Linked DNA regions of Mus musculus: regions 2 and 3 are each linked to region 1. A link is a contact called in public Hi-C and HiChIP or PLAC-seq data. All regions are on one chromosome and are shown on one strand. The core of a region is the stretch at or near the end of the contact, and the rest is flanking DNA. Distances in the headings are between cores, read along the strand shown.

Region 1 (4,419 bases), core at 603-3,102:
AGTGACGATATTAAATTCTACTTAGGAGCTGTTGCCTAGCAAAGGCTCTGAGGGAGAGTCAAGCTCTGTTGTTAAATCAAAAGATTAGCAAACCTTAGGGAGGTGTAAAGATAAATAGCACAAAAATCATCCTTCCTCCTTGACCTAATCCACAGGAACAGAATTAGAAAAGATGCAACTTCTTTGACTGGTAAGACACTGTTCTTAGAGTCAGGGTCCCACGCTACTCAAAACCAAGCCCTGTGGAGGATGCATATTCATGCACGCTGTTCAGGTGGCCACGCCCTTCACGTATTCAAGCTGACTGAGGGTAAGCCTCAACTCTACAGCTTCATAGCTCTTCCATCCTCCATACCGTCACCTCCACGGGCTCCAGTCTCCCATGTAAAATGGGCATAGCAATTGCTCCTGGGAGTGTCACTTAACCAAACCCCAATTCAAACATTATTGGAGAGAATTAATACAACCTGATCATCTTGGGGTCTCTCTCTCAGCCGCTGGGTTGAATTATGCTGTCTGGTCCAAGCAACCATATTGTTGAGATTCCATGGTTGATTTCTCCCTGTTGTGGTTAGGAAACACTATCTCATACCAAACATCATGGGTCCCTGCCTCTTACAATCTTCCTCCCCTCCCCGATCTTTCATAATTTCCCATGAGCCTTAGGTGCAGTTGTTTTATGGCAGGTGTATCAGTTAGGGTTCTCCATAGTCCCTTATTTTCTGTATTGTGTAATGAACAGTCTCTATCTGTTGGGAAAAAACTCCCTCCCCCCTTTATTTTTTAAAAAAGAACTACACTTATCTGTAGAAACATGTCTGCCATGATATGAGTTCCCCTCTCAAACCTAAGACTTCTCTAAGCACAAGTAGTTAGGTTTATGGTACCAGGCATGAACTCATCCCTATGGAGGGAGTCTTAGTTGATTAGACAATTGATGTTTATCCCCATGATAAAAGTACCATTATTGGACTACTATGGATGTCTGGCTGAAATACTCATTGTGGTTCATAGGAATAAACACTATCTGTTCTAAGAAGACTGGGAGGCACCGAAGTCTCCATGCTTGCATTGTAACGGTTGGGTAGGATTCCATTAAGCCACACTACCTTAAGTTCTTTAACCTATTTCCTATTGGCAGGTTCGGTGTTGTTCACTTGTTGCTTTTATTTTGGTGTGTGTGTGTGTGTGTGTGTGTGTGTGTGTGTGTGTACACATTCATGTGTGCTGGCCTTTCACCTTACTCCAGAACAATGTCTGTGGCTTTATAAACACGTTAGCGCCTTAAGGTCTCCCATTTTGATGTAGGAGTCCTGGGATTGCAGACACGCTATGCAGCAGGTTTCGTATGGATCCCAGGAGCTTGAACGTAGCTCTCCTCTGTGCTTGATGGGCATAGCTATAACGCCATTGTTTAAATATTATTATTTTATGTTGAAAATGAACCTGTTATATATATTTGCATCGCAACATTATTTTATTCTGGAAATTACTACAAAGTACTGCAAAAATTGTTTTGGCTGTTTCTATTTGTTTAGTTTGTGTTCGTGTGTTCGTGTGTTCGTGTGTGTGTGTGTGTGTGTGTGTGTGTGTGTGTGTGTGTGTTGGCTATCAAATTGCCTACACAAAGGAGTTGATAGGCTTTAGGGCTGAAAAGCAAATGCTGGGTTTCTACCAAATAAATTGATTTTTCCATTTCATTCAAGTATTATGATGAGTGGCCAGCGCTGAGCCAGAGCCTGAGCACAACTGTGAGCCAGGCTGGCCTCTCCTACCTTCAAGAAGCACACCCTGATGCTGGGGCAAAGCTTACCAGATCTCTGGGGTAGTGGAGGGAGGGGGCTGTTTGTGTACAGCCCGCTGAAGCAACGCTGGAGTCTAGCAGAACGCCTAAGAGTGTTTATTATACTGTGAGTTCTGGATCTTTACTAGGAAAAAAGTGCCCCATCCTCTGGCACAGTTGCCTTGTGATCCTCTTTCCATCTCCAGGGAGGAGCGGGAAGCGTGTGTGCTGCGGGGAAGGAGGGGGTTGTATCTTCCCAGACCAACAGCAGGAGCAGGATCGGAAGCCTGGGATGGCTAGAGCCTCATCGCAGACAGGAGGACTCCAGCGCTAGACCTCGGTCTCTCAGGTACCAAACCCGACAGGTGGCCTAGGGGGAGGGACGTCGCGCCCGCAGCGCCGGAGCGCACAGCTCAAAGGCTGACCTGAGAGATCGAGGGAGCCTGGGAGATTCCAGGCGGGCTAGGGCACGGACTGTAAGTGTATTTGGAGGGATTTGGGGGCCATAGACCCCAGGAAGCACGCAGGCGAGAGCAGGCAAGGGGCGGAGCCCCGAACCGGGCCACAGTGGCCGTCAGAGGGTCTGCTGGGAGGCAGTGGCTTGACCCAAGGCGAACAGGGAACTTTAGAGGGTAGCACGCTACTCAAACAACTTAACTTGACATCGCAAGCCCGGCAGACTGGTACTGCATCCTGAGCTCAGCATCCAGCTGGTCCTGGGGAAACAGGGCCAGCAGGTGTTCCTGTGGAAAGAGCCACGACAAGGACTCCAGGTAGGACTTGGGGACACCAGAAGTGCGGGCATAACGTACCCGAGTGGCAGAGGAGGCTTTGATGAGGTTTGGGGGCAGCGAACAGTAGCAGGTCAGACCTGGGAGCCCTGAACGCTGGGCTTCAGGGATAGCGGATCGGATGCCTACAAAGATGAATAGAGTTCACAGTAAAAAAAAAAAGTGGGGTGTGTCTTGTGCCTCCGGTTTATTTATCCCTGTGACAGTCAAAGAGAACTTTTCCCACTGACAAGGAGAGAGGTAGCTTTCTGGCGCGGGCGTGTGTGTGTGTGTGTGTGTGTGTGTGTGTGTGTGTGTGTGTGTGTGCGCGCGCGCGCTGCCCTACCAAAGTACTTGCCTCAGTGGCTCCAAATTAGGGTGTCTGGTCACCAGCCTCCATATTCCTTGGAGGTAAAAAAAAAAAAAAGTAAGTTGATGGAGTTATTGTTTTGATATTGTAGTTTTTGATTAACAACACACACGGTAAACTTGGAAATAACACCAATGCATATCTAGAGACCAGTTTCCTTTCTAACATGAGTTTACTCATTGTGCTTTCTCTCTTCAGTTCTGAGTCTTTTATCTCCCTCCTTCCTCTCTTTCTCAGTATTCTGAGAAAGAGGCATGCTGGGGAAGAGCTCCTAACAAGTTCCCACCCGTTCTTCTCCAGGATTCCTCAGTGCAGTAAAGTGGTGCGGTTCACTGTTGGGGGAGGTGAAGGAGGGCTGTCTTGCCAAACTCTCTGCCGCCTAGAATTCATTCCCCCTCCCATTTGGACTCCAGGCTCCAGGTTCCCAAAGTGGCATGCTTGGGGTGTTCCCTCTGGAGGACTTGGAAAAGTGAGCTTTTAAATTGGCCCTGTGAACAGGGCAAGGCTTTGTGATAGGCAGAGAAAAAAAGAAAACACAAAGGAAGAAATCAGGGAGACCAGGGAACAGTGAGGGAGCAGGAGACCAACATCTTTGAGAGCAGAGGAACCCCGGGCCAGCCCCTGTCATTCAGGAGCTGACCCTGGGGAGTTTTGCTAAGGGAACACATGTGGTCTTCATGCTGATAACTCACATCATCAACTCTTTTCCATAATCAACGAATCAAACCATGTTTGTAGATTAAGACAGAGTAATTGGTCTTATTTTTTTTTACCGGTATAGGAGGTTCTTTAGAAGCTGTGTAAACTGTTTAAAGTAACCTCCATCTATGCCAGTGTCCCTTGTTTTCCTCATTTTTCCTTTGTTGAACTGGATCCTGCAAAGTTCAGGCATTAGCTGTTCCCTCTCCTGCAGACTTAAGGATGACGTTGTAACTAGAGAATGGATTGGGCTGGGTGCAGGTGCAAGGCTGATGAGGGGGTAGTGCATGACTTATAAACAGAGACACAAAAATGTAAAAAACATCAGTATTCACTTAACGTGTTTGTAGAGCCTAGCTACACACCAGATCCTGGGAACAAGATGGTCAATAAGACCAGACAAGGAACCTGCCCTCCTGGTGCTTACAGATGCTTGGGGGAGGGCAGCTGTCAGTAAAATGATTATCGACTATGTAATTGCAAGCTAACATAAACCCTCTGAGGGAAAGACACAAAGTCCACTGTGGGTGTACATAGATGGGTCTGTGAGACTTGGGAAGGCTTTCCCAACAGAGCTCACTGACCCTGAGGTTCTAGGGTGATCAGGATGAAGAAATCTGATTTTTGAGGTGAGGTCAGACCGTTTTGATTAGGAATAGCATTTGGCTGCTGGTCACCAAACAGACTGGCTGCTATGAAACTTTTGTCCCTTGATGTGTGTCCACGTGCTGTTGGTGTTACCGGCGTGAGGGGAAAGAGTGTCTTGTCGTCATAGGCTGGCTGTGTTGTCTGTTGGC
Region 2 (3,981 bases), core at 1,196-3,695, 65 kb before region 1:
AAGGAGGCTGGGAAATATGGCCTGTGTATGGAGCTAGGTGGGGAGAAATGACTTCAGTGAATGTGGGAACCTACACGAATTTTAAATACTCTTTCTAGTTCATGTTTCAGTGAACAATTGTTTTCAGTCTCACTTTCTAACTAAGTTTTATCTTGTCTTTTTAAACTCCAGCACCATGGGCTTGGCAATCCTTATCTTTGTGACAGTCTTGCTGATCTCAGGTAAGAACCCTTTTCTGTGTAAAGTCCTGGAGTCCTTCTGCTGTCATTCAGTGAGTCAGAGCACTGAAAGCCCAGGCCTGAGAGTTGTTGGTATGGTTTGCTCACGTTTGACTTGAGTTGCCGAAGACTCCATAGCAAATAGCTTTCCTAGAGAGTACGGAAGGATCAGGACCATGGCCAGCTGTCTGGGCATCTTCCTCCTCTACAACCAAACCCCCAGGACCTCAACACACAGCACAAGGTGGAGTGTCCTGTCCAGGACTCTTAGAGGGGTAAAGAGAGCCATGACAGTAAAGCCTCTAACTTGACTCCACACACACACACACACACACACACACACACACACACACACACACACACACATCTGGTCTTTTCAGTCCCCATTTTCAGTATTCTCAAGCCCTTAGAAAATTGCTGACAGCTTTCAAAGGCTTCTTCTTGTAATACTGGCTCACCACCACATCCTTCTTCCTTAGCCTGTGCCCTAACTCATACTGGTCATGCTTTGTGACTCTGGACCTCCAGTTAATCATGCCAGCCACTGTACCAAGCTAAAGTTAACTAAGCTAATGCTTCAGGGCTCCCCCTCACACAGGCTCCCCCTTTCTAACCCCTAAGGACCCCAGGAGGACCTCAGCACTATATCACATATCTTACAACTTGGTAAGATTTGGATAAGATAGCCACAATTAATTACGATTGCCTCCCCCCCACCCCCGACATCACTGTCTCCTGCTGGGTGACATCTTGCATTTGAATTATGTGTTATTTTTTCTAAAAAGCTCACTAAAGTTTAGAACTGTGAGGCCTCCCTGAATTCAGCCCTTCCTGGCTCTCTGCTCTCTGGGATGCACCCATAAACAGCTGGCTGGAGGCCTTGCCATGCATCCTGCAACTGAATGCCATTTTGTTTCTGCTGGCCCACTCTTTCCTGTACTCACTTTCTCTACCTCAGTGCTGACAGAGAAGCCATCTCAGTCTTGGTGATCAGCAGACAGGATAGGTGAGCTTCCGGTGTGCCTGCAGCAGCTGCAGGCCACCCCTGACCACCTGGCCTCTGACTAACCAGCTCAGCCACAAAATCACCTCCTCTATAATTGTCACACAACAGTCCCTTGGCCACTGCCCCTAGCCCTGGCAGGGTAAAGAGGAGGAGTTGAGTATTATGAAGAGATATCCCTTTAGACCTCAGCAGATACAGTCCTTTTGTGATTTGTGCTTTCTGCTTAGCACTCAAGGCTTGCAGAGGCCACCAGATGATGTCTACAGGTGTTCACCTAGCTATTCATCAACGTAGATGAGAATGGCAGCTTTCACCTGCCAGGGCCAGTGACCCAGAGTCTCAGCTCCTGGGGAGATGTGTACACACACAAATATCAGAGGTGAGGAACATAAAGATAGTTTGTATGTGTGTATGCATTTGTGTGTTCTCTCTCTCTCTCTCTGTCTGTCTATGTATCTGGACGTGACTCAATATGTGTGCATGCATGCATGCATGTCTCTGTGCGTGTCTGTGTGTGTGTGGTGTTTGTGTGTCATGTATATATGTATCTGCATGCATGTTTGCCTGTGTGTGCATGTGTGTGCCTTTGTGTATACATCTGTGTGTGTATGTGTGTGGTGTATACATGTGTGCGCATCTACACTTGTGTGTGTGTACGTTGTGTGTACGTGTGTGTGTTTAGTTCAGGTACTTATAAAGTTCTGAGCACTTTATAAATAGCAATTCATTTAAAAACCACAATAACTTGCTGCATTAGATTTCATCATTATTCCTCATTTTAAGACAAGGTCCCTAAAGTGCTGAGACAGCTAAGTAATTGACTAAGATCAACACAGCTCCTAAACAGAGAGGCCAGATTCATGCCTAGCAGTGCAGGCTGAAGGTCATGGATGCGCGTTACCAGGCTATTCCTCCTAGCTCTTCCTCCTGAGGCAATGACAAGTGGCTCTGCTTCTGAATGACTCAGCTTTGCTTCAGCTTGGCCCCTCCTTGTGTGGCCTCCTTCCACTTCCTGCTTTTATCTTAAGCCACACCCCAGCTGTCCTTAAACCTTAGGCCTTAGCACTACAGGTTAGAATGGCAAGTTTAGCTTTTATGATCTGGGAGAGAAATGTCCTGGAAACAAATAATTCAGTAACAGCTTGACTGAGACACCTTTCCTGTCCCCAAACTTTCAGGCTCAGCCCTTTGAAAGTGAGTAGATAGAGCTGAGAAACCCATCAAAACCAAGGACAGGTGCCACTTCTCTTTTGACCTGCTCTGAAACCATGTGGAAACTCCTAGCTCCGGAAAAGGGGGTCGATGATATTGAAACCATAAGAAAAAAATATCTTGAGTGAAAACTGAGTAGGTTTCATTGTAGCAAGGGGATGTATGGGAAGAGGATATAGCTTGGGACGAACAGATATAAAGATGGCAGGCAATCTGCTTCAACCGCCAGAAAATGAAGCTGCCAATACTTCACTCATCAATAAACGCAATGATAAAACAGTCAGCATCTATTTCTAACCTTTCATTTTTTTTTTTACTCTTAATCATGTATAATCATTGATAAATATGCTTCTTTAGCTTATTTTTTAGTTTCAAACATGCATACAAATATATCTTGGTTATATCCATCCCATTTTTCCCCCTCCAACCTCTCATTCCCACACAAAAAAAACCCACCCCCCATCTGCCTCTCAACTTTGAACACACATACATGGAACTGCTATGTCCACAACCCTAATCCCAGAGGCTCAGCAAACATTACTGGAGACAAGAGGGGAAGAAAGAATTTAAGAGCCAGAGGATGGGGAGGAGTTCTGTGACCACTGGCCACTGGGCAGGACATAGCTGTTTCACATGCAAATTCTCAGAAGCTGTGGTTATCTGCACAAGATAACCACAGGGAGAAATTCTTTTCTTGGGGTGGGGACATTGGTACCTATGCCTAGTAGATGACCCACACAGGTGCGCTTATGAACAACACTAAATGGCCTTAGAGTGTATTATTAAATTAAAAGCCACCTTTTTTTTAACATGGAAAATATATCTAATTTGAATCTGCCTCTTCTTGAGCTATGGAGTAGAGACCTACCCCAGGGCAGGCATCCAAAGAGAGAAAGGAGACACAGTTGGCACTAATAATCCACGGGGGGAGGGGGGGAATTACAAGGCTGATAACTTAAGATAACACATAAGACATAGAGCAAAATAGTTTTGCCCTGCCCCCTACACCTCCCACATGCTTTGCCTGGAAATTAGATACCATTGTTATGCCCCTGATCAATTGCTACCAGTGTGGCTGGCAAAGGACAACCCTGTGGGGTCTGTTCTCTTCTTCCACCTTTAAGTGGGTCCTGAGGGTTAAACTCGGCTTATCAGGCTTGCACAACAACCTTCTAGGCCATCTCATGGGCCCTTCACTCTGGGAATGCTCCAGACTGGCCTTAGAGTAGCTATGACCATAGGTGCATCCACCATGCTTAGTCCAGTTGGACATCTGGCAGTTGTTCTCTTCTTGTCTGAATCTCCAGGTTTTAGGGTTCTTATTTCGCCTGACCAACACCACTGGTCAACAATAACCCTGGAGTGGGAGAGTCTTCCTTCACTTAAAGACGTACATTAAACAGCTTCAGATTCTTGTGTTGTGGAGAGGCGGACTCTCTTCCCCCAGATTCTGTAGGTTCTGGCTTGGGTGGTACATGAAAATAGCATTCATGGGTCTCCTTTTAGCTCTATCTCTTGTCATTGTCTACCAACACTAAATCAAGT
Region 3 (4,556 bases), core at 312-2,811, 88 kb before region 1:
TTTCCCATTACAAGAGCACCACCCGGTGTAAGGCTTGTTTCTGATTGTTTTCAGTCTAAAGAGAGCTTAAAGGGAAGCCCTCTTCAGAAGTGAGGCTCAGGATGAGTGACTGTGGATTTCATCAAGATCTCTTCTAAGTAGCATCATCCAATGGAATCTTCTAAGAAGATAGAAGAGTGTGAAGGGAGTAGAAAGGAGCTGCAAAAGTTTTCATGAATTAATTAACTAACTAACTAATAACTAACTAATTAATTAAAAACCACCTCAGTGGTCCTGCACCACTAACTTGAAAACTAAATCCAGGTGTGTGAATGCACATACAAAGGGTTCACCAATGTCCCGCTCATTGCTTCTGGCTTTAAAGATGTCATGCAGAAGTGAGCTTTAGGATCTTCAGAGGTCCTTCTCCCACCCCTGTGGTGAAATAGAAGCTTAAAAAAATAGCTTTAAAAAATTTAGTCATTTATATAGTCTGTGTTCTATGTGCCCCGACCTATTTTATTTTACTTTACCATTCACATCTTATTTAGACCCCTGCCCAGATATTTTTGCATAAGGTACTTTCAAAAATCCTGGCTTCCTCAAATTTGAAATATACTGTCATTTCAAAAAATGTGTTACTTTTGTTATGCATGTTCTGCCCTCCTCTGTAAAGAAAAAACATGGACCGATGTCTTCCAGCAACTTTGACATTTAGAATATTACCTCATTCTGCGTTTTCTAAAAGAGGGTCTGAGGGAAATGGCAATTTCTCAGAATGGATAAGCCAAGAGGGCACTCGGTATGCAGAGCCTGAGTTTTCTTAGTCCCCAGGCATGTTCACAATCACCTGGTCAGACACCTGACCTTGCTGGATGGGGACAGGTTTCCTGCTTCAGCTCCAGGTCCCAAGAGGGCAGGGACTATTCTTCTCCAGCTCTCCTTGGGCCCAAGGCCAGATATCTCAAATGGTGTAATGACATCTTTGATGTCATGTATTGTTGGAAGACAGAAAACATTTCAGGAATACAAAGGAATAAAGAGAAATCAGGCCTGTGTGTGCCTCTGTGTGTCTCTAGAGTCTGCAGTTAACCCAAGGTCCTGAGTAGCTCCTTCCACGACATGTCTGGATGCCCAGTAAGGCAGGCAAGATAGGAAAAGTCCCTTGAATGTCTTCTTAGAATACCCTGGTTGGTCTCCAGTGTCCCTGGGGTGACTGGTGATCTCCCCATTACTCCCCACATGGTCCTTCTCAACCTTATCCTTGCTTCCCTGACCTATGGTCTGTCTTGTTTCCTATGAACCAGTGGGGTGCTTTACACACGCTTCCCAGGAGCCCCCATTCTATTCTGCTGTGTCTTCACCAGGCTGCAATCCTCCCTCCCTCAGACCCTGGATGTTGGGATCTCAGGCCTCATCTGCTGCAGCTATAGTCACTAGCCCGAGGTCCACCAGGCCAACCCTTCTCATATTCTCTGCTGCCTATAGCATTAATGTAACTACATCTCTGCAGACGCTCCAGCTCAGCCGCACCCTGCCTGGAGTATACACACCCCCACAGCAATTTTTATCTACTCAACCATGAGCTCCAGGTTTTAATATAAGTCCCCTCAGTAAAGTGAACGATGTCTTCAGTTCACCTAATTGTAGGCTGCTGTTAAAGTTTATAGGTTTTGAAGCTATCGTGTGTGGGGAAGAAAACAGAGTCTTTGCACTCAATTGAAAACTCCCTGCAAATACCCTAGGTGGCTTGCCTTTTCTGATTTCTCCCTTGAGAACATCCAGGTGAAGTATGTCCCTGGGTCTGGGTGGTAGGTATTAGGTTCAGAAACTGTTAGAATGCATCTGACAGACAATAGACATTGGTTTCCTAGACCGAATGATTAATGAGTGTAAATTTGCATCACAAGAAAGTGAATAAAGGACAGCTAAGGAAACAGAGAAGCCAGCATGGGGCTAGTGGGGCAGATCGGGAGGTGGTGGGGTGGGGAGTGCAGAAATCTGTTTGGAGCTTATGAAAAAGAGGGTCCCTTCCTATGTCAGTGACTTACTTGTACAACAAAAATAAAGGCTGAAAAAAAATACCGGGAAAGAAAAACGGAAACCTCAAATGCTTTTAACTATATAAGATGTGCTCATGGGATAGACAAAGAAAGCATCCTCTCTCAAAGAGAAATCTACCACATTTCTAATAGTGTACCTCTAGAGAGAGAAAGAAAGAGAGAGAGAGATGGAGAGGGAGAGGGGAGGGAGAAAGAGAGGGAGGGGGCAGGGAGAGAGCGAGGGAGAGGGAGAAAGATAGATACTTGGAACTTTTACTTTTCTTAAATGTATCTGACCCACAGAAAATGGTGGGTTTTTTTTTTCTTTCACTTACTTAAGGAATTGACATAGGTTTATGGTTCTGCACCAGAAATATGCATAAATTATCGAGAGCAGCTATAAATACAACATTGGAGATTTTTCTCAGAGAGGCTGTATGCATGGCATTTTGATGCCCTGAGTGGACCATGGGGAAGTGAGCCTTCGAATGCTAATTCACTTTCCCACCAGTGCAGGAGCTAAAATGTCACATTATTGATTTAGTCGCTTTGCCAGGAATCAGTATGTGTGGTTAGTGTGTGTGTGTCTTTAAATTAATAGCTTTTATTTTTAGAACAGTTTAGATTCTTTTTTTTCCTTAATTGAGCAGATAGTACAGAGAATTCCCACCTCGCTGTATCTACCAAGCACCCAGCTTCCTCTACTATTACCATCTTCAGTGGGTAGTATAGTTGTTAGGACCAATCAACAGGTGTTAAGACATTAGTATTGACCAAGCTCATGATTTAGAAGACTAAGTTTCTTTCTTATGCGTTACATGGGTTTATCAAATGTGTACTGCCATGACCGCCATTACCCTATCATACATGATGGTATGCACCATCTGTTTATTCCCCCACCTTTGTATCTTACGGTCTCCATGTGTTTTCTTTTTCATGATATCATGCTATTGGAACTGTATAGTATGTAGGCTGTTCAGATTGGCTTCTCTACTCAAGTTGCAAACATTTAAGTTTTCTCCATGTATTTCATATCCTGGTGGCTTCTTTCCTTTTATCATTAATCATTACATCATTGCATGGATGTATAAGTTGTCCGTGCACTTATTGAAGAGTATCTTTTTTTTTTCCATGTTGACAACTTGAATGTCTTCTTTGAAGAAGTCTACTTAAGCATTTTTTTTTAAATTTTAAGACTTATTTTTATTTTTAATTATATGCATGTAACTGTGTGTGCACTCATGTACATGTGAGTGCAGACACCAACAGAGGACAGAGTCTCCTGAAGCTGGAGCTATGGACAGTTGTGAACTGCCTGACACCAGTGCTGGAAATCAGACTTGGGTGCTTTTGTGCCCAGCTTTTAAGCAATTATAAACAAATTTGGCATTACTATTTGTGAGTAGGTGTTTGTGTGGGTGTTTTTCACTCCACTGAATCAATGCTTTCTGAAGTGTGGTTGCCATTCATACATTGGAAATATTGCGGTTTTTAAGAACTTGTAAATGGTCTTCCCTGGCATTTCTATCATTTGTTTTTCCAAAGTAAATGAGTGGATGCTGCTGTTTCTCCATATGGTCATCAGCATTTGATAGTCTCTGGTATTAATCTTGTCATCATTTTGACTGGCAGCTCTGTGGTGGCATGGCACTGGTCTTCTTTGCACAAATTATTTGTTTCCTGTACCCTTTCTTCAGCCAGGTACATAATCAGATCTTTTGCCAGTTTTCACCGTGGGATATTTGTTTCCTTGTCATTATATTTTTAAAATATTTTAAAATTTTATTCATGTGCATAAGTGCTCTATTAGCATGTATGCCTGCACAACACATCCCAGATGGTTGTGAGCCACCAGATGGGAATCGAACTCAAGACCTCTGGAAGAGCAAACAGTGCTCTTAACCACTGCACCATCTCTCCAACCCATTGTCATTGTATCTTAAGCATTCTTTGCATATTTTAGATCAGAGCCTCTTCATCATATTAGGTCTTTTGCAACTATTTTCCTCCCAGTCTGTGGTTTATATTTTTCCCTCTTAGTAGCGTGTGTGTATGCCTTAAGGAGGAAGGCTTCTGCATGTACAGTTTTACAGTAACAATAAAAGGAAAATTCACTGTGAATGTTTTGTGTGTTGTCCCAGAGTATAGGAGGGAAGTGTGGACTCATCAGAGGTTCATTAAAAGGGCCGAGTTATGTCCTAGGGATGGTGACAGCTATCCTGACTTATTAGAACTCGTGTTGCAGAGTTGAGAGCTAGAAAGATGCTCACCTCTAGACTGCACTAATTCTTAATTAGGAGAAATGGCTGCTCCTCCAGAGGACCAAGATTTGATGATTTCCAGCACCTTAGTGGCTCACAACCATCTTTTAAAACTCCAGTCCCAGGGGATTCTACACTGTCTTCTGGCTTCTGCAGGCACTGAACACATGGTTCTCAGATACACATTCATGGAAAACACTCAACATACATAGAAAAATAAATAAATAATTCATTTTTAAAAAAGAACAGTTCAGGAATTCTGTTCACAAACACA

What was found. Hi-C and Micro-C count contacts between places; a contact is called where the count stands out from the background. HiChIP or PLAC-seq counts read pairs in DNA pulled down with a chosen protein or histone mark.
Region 2: an H3K27ac HiChIP or PLAC-seq map of embryonic stem cells shows a contact between it and region 1, with 8 read pairs. The contact joins the enhancer-like site here to the promoter of Casr in region 1. A contact is called at or near these places in 12 of 39 promoter capture datasets (the 3T3-L1 cell line, 3T3-L1-derived adipocytes, cranial neural crest and 7 more), 5 of 484 Hi-C or Micro-C datasets (Th1 cells, embryonic stem cells and liver), 2 of 115 datasets of contacts at active chromatin or transcription factors (both in embryonic stem cells) and 4 of 9 other capture datasets (adipose tissue, embryonic stem cells, liver and 1 more).
Region 3: a contact with region 1 is called in a Hi-C map of embryonic stem cells, with 1.9 times the contacts expected there. The contact joins the enhancer-like site here to the promoter of Casr in region 1. A contact is called at or near these places in 4 of 39 promoter capture datasets (the 3T3-L1 cell line, HPC-7-derived erythroid cells and frontonasal cranial neural crest), 1 of 484 Hi-C or Micro-C datasets (embryonic stem cells), 3 of 115 datasets of contacts at active chromatin or transcription factors (all in embryonic stem cells) and 2 of 9 other capture datasets (adipose tissue and liver).

What each region holds. Positions count from the first base shown.
Region 1 is chr16:36,559,567-36,563,985 of GRCm38.p6, reverse strand. It overlaps Casr (calcium-sensing receptor), which reads left to right and starts at 1,852. Exons shown (of 7, transcript NM_013803.3): 1 at 1,852-2,132.
Region 2 is chr16:36,625,210-36,629,190 of GRCm38.p6, reverse strand. It overlaps Cd86 (CD86 antigen), which reads left to right. Exons shown (of 8, transcript NM_019388.3): 2 at 172-221. Among named protein-coding and RNA genes, the nearest start is that of Cd86, 39 kb to the left of the region's middle. Within about 2 kb of position 2,445, at least 92 of the 459 cell types and tissues checked have an H3K27ac peak or open chromatin away from gene starts, as enhancers often do. A contact at or near this core is called in Th1 cells, embryonic stem cells and trophoblast stem cells, where this site is marked.
Region 3 is chr16:36,646,801-36,651,356 of GRCm38.p6, reverse strand. All of the region lies in intron 1 of Cd86 (CD86 antigen), which reads left to right. Among named protein-coding and RNA genes, the nearest start is that of Cd86, 17 kb to the left of the region's middle. Within about 2 kb of position 1,561, at least 4 of the 459 cell types and tissues checked have an H3K27ac peak or open chromatin away from gene starts, as enhancers often do. A contact at or near this core is called in embryonic stem cells, where this site is marked.